Linked DNA regions of Mus musculus: region 2 is linked to region 1. A link is a contact called in public HiCAR-type data. All regions are on one chromosome and are shown on one strand. Each heading gives the region's core, a stretch centred on a gene start, on an enhancer-like site or on the middle of the called end of the contact. The rest is flanking DNA. Distances are from core to core; before and after follow the strand shown.

What was found. HiCAR-type assays count read pairs that join an accessible place to other places.
Region 2: a contact with region 1 is called in a HiCAR-type map of astrocytes, with 3 times the contacts expected there. The contact joins the promoter of Dgkh here to the promoter of Rgcc in region 1. A contact is called at or near these places in 4 of 39 promoter capture datasets (cranial neural crest, embryonic stem cells and hippocampal neurons), 8 of 484 Hi-C or Micro-C datasets (B cells, Th1 cells, cortical neurons and 3 more), 14 of 115 datasets of contacts at active chromatin or transcription factors (astrocytes, bone marrow-derived macrophages, effector CD8 T cells and 9 more) and 2 of 9 other capture datasets (adipose tissue and liver).

Annotation. Positions count from the first base shown.
Region 1 is chr14:79,299,625-79,303,647 of GRCm38.p6, forward strand. It overlaps Rgcc (regulator of cell cycle), which reads right to left and starts at 2,011. Exons shown (of 5, transcript NM_025427.2): 1 at 1,825-2,011; 2 at 1,091-1,276. The coding sequence starts at 1,873.
Region 2 is chr14:78,730,877-78,734,899 of GRCm38.p6, forward strand. It overlaps Dgkh (diacylglycerol kinase, eta), which reads right to left and starts at 1,853. Exons shown (of 30, transcript NM_001081336.2): 1 at 1,482-1,853. The coding sequence starts at 1,541.

The DNA.
Region 1 (4,023 bases), core at 761-3,260:
ATGTCTGAGCCTGTATCTAGGGACTAAGGGCACAAGAACAAACAGAATTTAAAGTTCACATTGAAAAACAGTGAATAAGCCAAGATTTGAAAACAATTATATAATAATAAATAAAAGGTCACCAAATTCACTGTTCTTGCAGGTCACTTGAGTTACTGAAAACTAACTCTCTCTCTCCCCCTCCCCCTCCCCCTCCCCCTCCCCTCCCCCTTCCCCTCTCCAGAGGCAATGTGGAAAAGGTTACTAGGATGACCTTCTGTGGGTAACCTGGAGGGTGGGCGTGCCTGAAACCCTGTACTTGAACTCAGCAGCCCAGCGGGAGACTGTTTCAAAAGTGCCTGGAGTGGCGAAAGAGCCTGGGAGCTAGGCAGAAAGTGAACGAAGTTATTTCAAGCATTCCAAAAACAGCAGCTTATGAAACCATTTTGGTTTCACAAATGTTTCATTCTTGTGCTCACTCGTGTCCTCATGTTCCCCAACACCCATTCTGGAAAAGGAAAGGGAGGGTGCTGTTGGTCTAGTGTTTGCCTAGCGTGCAAGAAGCCCTAGGTCTGACCCCCAGCATTGCCTATAAACTGATGTGCCTAAATGTGGTGGCATTGCACTGTCACCCCAGCACCCTGAAGCCCGAGGAAAGAGGATCAGAGAGGTTCGAGGTCACCCGCAGCTACATAGATCACCTTGGGAGAGTCTCAAAATAAAATAAAATAAAAAAAAAAAAATGAAGAGCGAAGAGTGGGTAGAAAGGCGGGAAAAGGTTGGAAGGCCTGGCTGGACTCCCAGGAGTTCTGGCTGACTGCACAAACCCTCAGGCCTCATGGTACACACCTGCCGTGACAGGTAGACCCACAGCTCTTTAAGAGCCACCCACCCACCCTCGTACCTCTCTCCCCAAGAACGCCTTAATGACCCCCGCACATCTGGGCTAACGACTCAGAAAGTCAACTCTTCAGGCATCTCAGAGCCGTGCAGATCCCCGGGTCTGACTTTCCCCAGATGTCGTGCCTCAGTTTAAAGATAACCCAGGTGAATCTAGAGCTTTAGGAAGCCTGAGTCTGAGGATTACTGACTTCAACAGGGCTTCACTTACTCTCCGAGTCGCTGAAGCCGCTGCTGTCGCTGACGCTGGCGCTGCTGCGCCGCTTCATGCGCTCTAGGTGCTCCTCATAGTGGAAGTGGCGCTCGTGGAAGGGCGACGCGAAGTCGGCCAGCACCGCGTCGAACTCGCACAGCACGTCGGTCAGGTCTGCAGCGGCCGCGGAGTCCATGGCCGGGGCTAGGGGAGGGAGGGCACAGAGGGCATCTGGAGGGGCGGCCAGCGTTCCCTAGAACTCCACTCTGCCTTTGCCAGTGACAGCCACGCAGTCAGTTACTCCGTAACCTCCCAACCACCCTCTAAAGCGCCTGTCACCAGACACGGAGGAGAAGAAGCCTCCGTGGGTTGAGCTGAAAGTCTGGAAGTCACCTAGCCCACCCCACGCGCTTTCCTACTGTTGCCCACGCTCGCTCCCTGGAGCGCGTGGCGGCGGGAAGTCTGAGTCAGCAGGCACCCGTTACGTGTCAGACTCCGGTTCCTTGTCCCGCGTGGAAAACCAAACTAAACCTGCATCGGACGAGCGATCCGGAGACGGGATGCCAGGGTGATGGAGGACAGAAGGGTGGGCAGTGGAAGAAGACCTTAGCGACCTCTGTTCTCTCGCCCCTACTTGCAGGCTCCAGCTCTCAGGGGCCCCGGAGCTGAGAGTGTAGCTTAGCGTGGACGCAGTCCCTGGCTTCGATCCCGGGGCGCAGAGGTGGAGAAGACACCTCCAAATAGGCACTCACCTGCGGCCGCGACCGCCGCGGGACTGCTCTGCGCTGAGGGCGGCTTCATGGAGAAGTTGCTCAGTGACACGCGTAGCAGAGATGCTGCGAGGTGTTGGCCCTGGTGGCTGCCGCCTGCACTGCAGTCTGCTCCGGTGCCTCTGCCTTGCTCCTTGCCGAGCCTGAGCGCTAGCTACTCGCCTGAGCCGCGCCACCCGCCGGCTACTCCGTCTTATAGCCACCGGCAGGGGCGGGGCGGGGCGGGGCTGCTGAGTAAGTCCCAGACGACCTAGGGGACGCCCCTGTCCCTCCACCCCCTACTCCCGGCACCGCCCTAGCCACGCGCTGGCCTCTGAAGAACCGCAGTGACGGGTGTCGCCGGAGTCCAGGATACCGCCCCAAATATTTACCCGCCGCTTTCTCTACCACCCTGACAACCCGACCCAAGGAAGTGTCTTTGCGGGCATCAGAGTTCTCCAAGAGTTTACCCTGTTTCCCGCCTTCTGGCTGAGCCTCCTTGAGCCTCATCTATGAAATGGAACTGCACATGCAGAAAGCCTCCTTGTTTGCTGCAAAAATAAAGGAGCCAAGGGCCTCAGTAGCCTCTGCAAAGAACCAGTCCTCCATCTGACTTTTCTCAAGGAATTTATAAGGTTGTGCGTGGACAGAGTGGACAGCTGAGGGCAGTGGGTTGAGGTGAATGCAGTCTTCAATTGAGATGATCTTTGAGCGCAGAGTACCACATGGACAGATGCATTCTGGTATAGGGTCCGTATGATTGAGCGTCCATCCTTAGCACAGCCCAGTAGAATTCCTGCCTCAGGTGACCAACAGCCCTTTGCCCCAGGTAGTTATTAAACGTAAAATAAGAGGCCTGCTGGTGGCCTGCGCCTATAGTCCCAGCCCTAAGGAGGATGGTAGAAGGGGGTCTAGGCAAGAGAGTGGAGATTTGAGGACTACTGCATGAAAAGAAAAGAAAAAAAACCCTACATAGTACAATCCTGTCTGTAAAGAGTTTACTGTGCACGCATGAAGATCCAAGTTCAAGCCCCAAAATCCACATTAAAAAATCCAAACTAGATGGACACCACTTATAATCCCAGCCCTGAGAGGCAAAGGCTGGCAAATCCCTGGGACTCCCCAGCCAATCCCAAAGTGAGAACTCCAAGTCAATGAAAAGCTGTATCTTAAAAATGGAGGTGGGCAGTGCCCAGGGAATCGATCACATTTGCGGTTGACCTCTGATCTTGTCCGGCACAACATACGCCTTGTGTGCATATATGCACATGCTACACACACACATACCACACACACACCACACACACACATACACACACACACACACACACACACACACACACACACACACACCACTAAATTAATGTAAAGTAAGGGGCTAGCTGGGGCCTGGGAATATGATTTAGCAATAAAGTGCTTGCCTAGCATGGGTGAGCCCTGAGTCTGAAGGCTCATCCTCAGACCTGCAAAAGAAAATAAATAAATAAATGTAAAACAATCAAAATTGAATAAAGTGAAAGTTTTCAGTCCAGACACCAGACACTTTCTTAACTACACCAGACACTTCCTTAGCTATACTAGACACTTTCAAGTGATCAACGGCCATCATCACAGAATCTTTGGATGGTGTTATGTGAGGACATCTTTCCCCAGTGACTCCAGCCTTCCTAGGTGTCAGAATGTGGCATGCACCAGGTCACTCCTGACAGCCACCCCTGAATAATATAATCATTGCCAGTGGTCGGCAGGTGTGAAAACTGGAATAGAGCAGCTAAGGGGCTTGCCTACCCCTTAGTGGTTTAATAGAAGGCAGGCCTGTCTCTTTTCAGCACCACTTTGAAGTTAGCCACACCCTGCCTCCCTAGGGTGAAGAAGAACTAAGCAGTCAAGGGTGGCACTGAGCCCCAGAGCAGATAAGCCAACAGCAGCAACCAATCTGGGAGGAGCAGCCAAAAAAAAAAAAAAAAAAAAAAAAGATGCCAATTACCTGTTCAGTTAGTGCGTGGAACACAATTCATTTGTCCACAGTTCACCTGGTGTGAAATTGGGTTGCCCCCAGCCCATCCTTACACACATCTCAGTGCAAAGGCCTCACTCAGTGCTGCACATGTGTTGATTTCTTCCCTAGAACCAGGTAAAGGTTTAAACCCTTGTTCTCCAGAGCCTTCTGGCTGGGCTCCATATCCTAGGGCCTTTTATGCC
Region 2 (4,023 bases), core at 603-3,102, 570 kb before region 1:
TGAAGAGTTCAACATTTAGCCACTGCTCCTGCTCCATCTCGCTTCTCTGTGAAGGTTTTAGCTTTAAACGTTCATGTGGCGAGACTAGCACTGAAGATTTTCTAGGAGAATAAGAAAGCACTCTGTTTCTTAGCACTTTGGAGAAGAAAGCCGGAGGTTCTCTAATTTTCTAACTGCGGTGAAGTCCTAGCATTCAGCACCCAAAAAGCACTACACATGACTTGGAGCTTCCCGCTGTAAGTGGTGGAAGCTGATAGGATTTTATTTAGTAAAGTTCAAAACAGGTCGCTGGATTTCATTCCCAATGATCTTAAATGTCAAGACTGAATGAATTGTATTTTTAACCAAGAATAGCTTACTCCCTAATGATGATCGCAATAGAACACGAACAGATGGGCTACCTAACGTGCAAACTCACAAAAGCAAAAGCAGTTGCAGATGGATCAAAGTCGAAGGACACTCCTGAAAGGTCAGGAAGCAGGAGGCAGCGAATCGTACCCTGGCAAACCGGCTGGAAGTCTATGGGTAAGAAAAGGAGAAGCAAGCCTGGCACCTGACCTACAAGCTCTCAACAGGCAGAGGGCCCGCCTGAGCAGACTCAGGAAGTCCCTGGGAAAACATCATCAGAACAGCACCGCAGCAAGGATGAAGCCAGAAATTTTGGACCAGGCTTTTGAGACGGTTCACAACGTCAATCAAAAAGGACTAAGAAATACGTAGATAGGGTATGCAGAGCCAAAATTCATTGCCCACTCAAGATTACAAGGGTCTACGCAGGACGGGGATTCCTGGGAGGAATCCCTGAAGGGATGGATGGATAACAGACGGCTCAGTTTGAGGTGCAAGAAATAAGTTAAAGGAGTTTAGGGAATAAATCCAAAGACCTCGACTCTTCTCACACGCAACACTCTGAGCCCCTAAAGTGACTCAATCTACGCGTGGCGTGTGCTGTGAGATCCAGGCGAAAGCGAAGTTAGCCGGTGGCTGGATCCCGGTCCAGGTCCCCTGACCCTCGGAACTGTTCAGGGCAGCCGCGGCCACTCGAGTCGGAGGCGTGGCTCTGGGCTTCTGGCAGCCACCAGCCTCCACAGGCGGCGGTCCTTGGGAACCTGCGTGCCCAGGTGACTGCCAGGGCGCGGTCAAGAGGTGAGCCCCGTCTCCTCCCGGCGCCACCCGCTGACCGCGCAACCCCGTCGCCTCCACTCCCCGGGCCGCCGCGCCACACTCGGGAATGAAGTGCAAAGTTGGGAAAAGGATGAAGCGCGGAAACGGTCCTCTAAGGACCGTCGCCAGAGGCCGACCGGACAAAGGCGCTTCGGGCGGCGAGCAAGGAGGAGCCCGGGCGCCGGAGGAAGCGCTGCCCCGGCTGGGAAGCAGCTGGGGACCTCATCCCGGACCGCTTCCTGAACGGAACATGGGCCGGGAGGGGGAGGCAGGGAGCAAGGACAAGCGGGAGGGGTGGGCGCGGGCGCGGTACCCACCGGTTCCTCCCAGGCCGGGCTCTGGGCTCCAAGCACGGGGCGCACGTGCTGAGGCTCCATCGCGCCGGCCCGCGCCCGCTGGCCGCCGGGGCGCACGGACACCGGCCCCCGCTGCCGCTGCCGCTGCCGCCGCCGCTGCCGCCGCCGCTGCCTGCGCCTCCCTCGCTGGGATCGCTGTCGCTGCCGCCGCCGCTGCCTGCGCCTCCCTCGCTGGGATCGCTGTCGCTGCCGCCCTGGCTCCTGCCCGGGGCCAGCCACGGGCCCTCCCGCGTTCTCTGGCTTCCGCCGCGCTCGCCCGCCCCCGCGCCGGTCCCTTCCTCCGCCACCGCCTCCGCAGCCGCCTGAGTCCCGCTCCACGGCGCGGCGGCGAGCGCTCGGCTCCTCAAGCCGCCGCCGCCTCCCACGGCCGCAGAATCCGCCCCTCTCTCTCTCCTGTCTCCGCCTCCGACTCCCTCCCCTTTTCTCCCGCCGTCCGCCCCTCCCCCAGCGGCCCCTCCCGGCGGGCGGCCCGGGACGCACGTGACCCCCCTGCCAGGCCATATAAGGCGCGGAACCGAAAGCAGCCACCGGGTGGTCACGGGCACCGGGCAGTGGTGCGGCTAAAAGAGGCAACCGCGCCGCGGGGCCCGGATCGCCAGAAGAATCGGGGGATGTCGGGGATGAGTAGCTTGCGCCGGACGAGCGGAACCTGGCACCCTTTCCCCTTGGCATCCCTCGCCACGGGTGCCTGTAGCCCCCGACGGCCGCCTCGGGAGCTAAACCTGGAGCCAATTGCCCAGGACAGTACCTGGCTTCAACAGAGCGAGGCTGCGCTTCGCACCCCTGAGCCACTCCCAAGCACCTATTCCGGCAGCTGAGATGTCTGGCTGGGCTGTCTGGGGAGCCCTGCTTTTGTTCATTTTCTATGGCTGAAAGATTTCGTGGAAAGAAAACCAGCTAAGGAGCCGGTCTGTGGTCCGCTGTGAGCGCTCTGCTCAAATTAGGGACAGGGGCAGTTCCGAGAGAGAGCTCAAATGTCAACTGTCTCTCCTGCTGCTCTCCGGGAAAAAGAAAATGAAAATTGCAACAAGCAATTTTTTAAATCATCTTTCCTGAAATCATCTTTACTGGCAGTGAAGATGGTTTCCATCTAGTTGCAAACCGAGCAGTGACTGCATTTGCATGGGTCATTTCCTCTCTCGTGGACTTCAGACTCCTGCCAGCACCATCTTCTGGCCCTTAGTCTGGTAGACAGATGAATTCACACGTTTTGAAACCGAAAAATCAAAACACTACTTGATCCAGCATGCTCCCACGTCATACTAATTTCCGAGGCTAATATTCCGCTGAAGCTACACTCATAAAGGTCACCTAAGGATTGTGGAGAGAGCTAAGCCACTGGATGGTTTCCAGCCCTCACTTTCTATAACTTGACTGACTAAATTTGCATTCCTGAATCTCTCCTTTAAATGGGCCCTTGGACTGTTGGGTCTTCTTTGTTAGTGACTATGCTTTGTTCAGTGGCCTCCAACCTGCTGCCTAAATAGCCTGTCCTTCATTTACTTTGAATGAGGTTTAAGTGGGGTGAGTGAGCAGTCTGACCATGCTGCGTTTACCTCAGCCCTGGGATCACAGCTGAACACTGGGGCTCACTCAAAACCAGCCCTTCATTCCATCTAGGTGAGCATTCTACCTGCCGACTGAGCTATCCCAGACCGGAAGCGAACTTCTCTTTTTCAAGCATATTGTTACTTTTTTTTTTTTTGACTTTTCTTTTTCACTTAGGTGTCTGTGTCTGTGTGTGGGTTTGCGCATATGAGTGCGAATTCTCATGGAGGCCAGAAGCATCCAGTAAGTATCCCTGGAGCTGGAGTTAGGAGGCACCCAGTGTGGGTGCTCCAAACCAAACGCCCTGTCCTCGGCAAGGCAAGGACAGTGTGTGCTCTTAATCACTGAGCCATCTCTCCAGCCCAGAAGCCAGCCAACTTCCTAACCAGGAATGTCTACCTTTATCCCCCTGGCCTTATTTTCAGCCTGTGTAAAACAATGTGCTTTCCTGACAGCTGACTTTTCTCTCTAGTCTTACGTAAATGTCACCACAATTCACTTAGTCATGCAAAGGAGAAAAAAAAAAGCCTGGGTTCCTCCCTTCTCTCGTTGCTTTCCCCTTCCCTTCACTTTCTCTCCCTCACCGCTCTGGCCTGCATTATGTTCCTTACTAATTTTGAAGTTTTTACTCTATTTTTACTTATTTGTGTGTGGGCCCCGTGTGCAAGTGTGGAGAGGTCAGAAGATAACTTGCAGGAATTGTTTCTCAACTTCTGCCATATGAGAGCTGGGTATTGAACTCAGCCTCAGGTGCCTGACCAACCTAGCCCCACCCCCACACCCGGCTCCCCTCATTGGTTGTGTGTCCTCTAAGCTGCTTATATGTCATCCCTCTTACAGTGACCCAAGTCACAAGTTGAAGTCCTAGTATCTTCACGAGGCGTCTACTTCACCAGTCCCTTGGAACAAGGAGTTCCTTTCAGGTGGTTACCCTCAGGCCACTTGTTTTTATGCT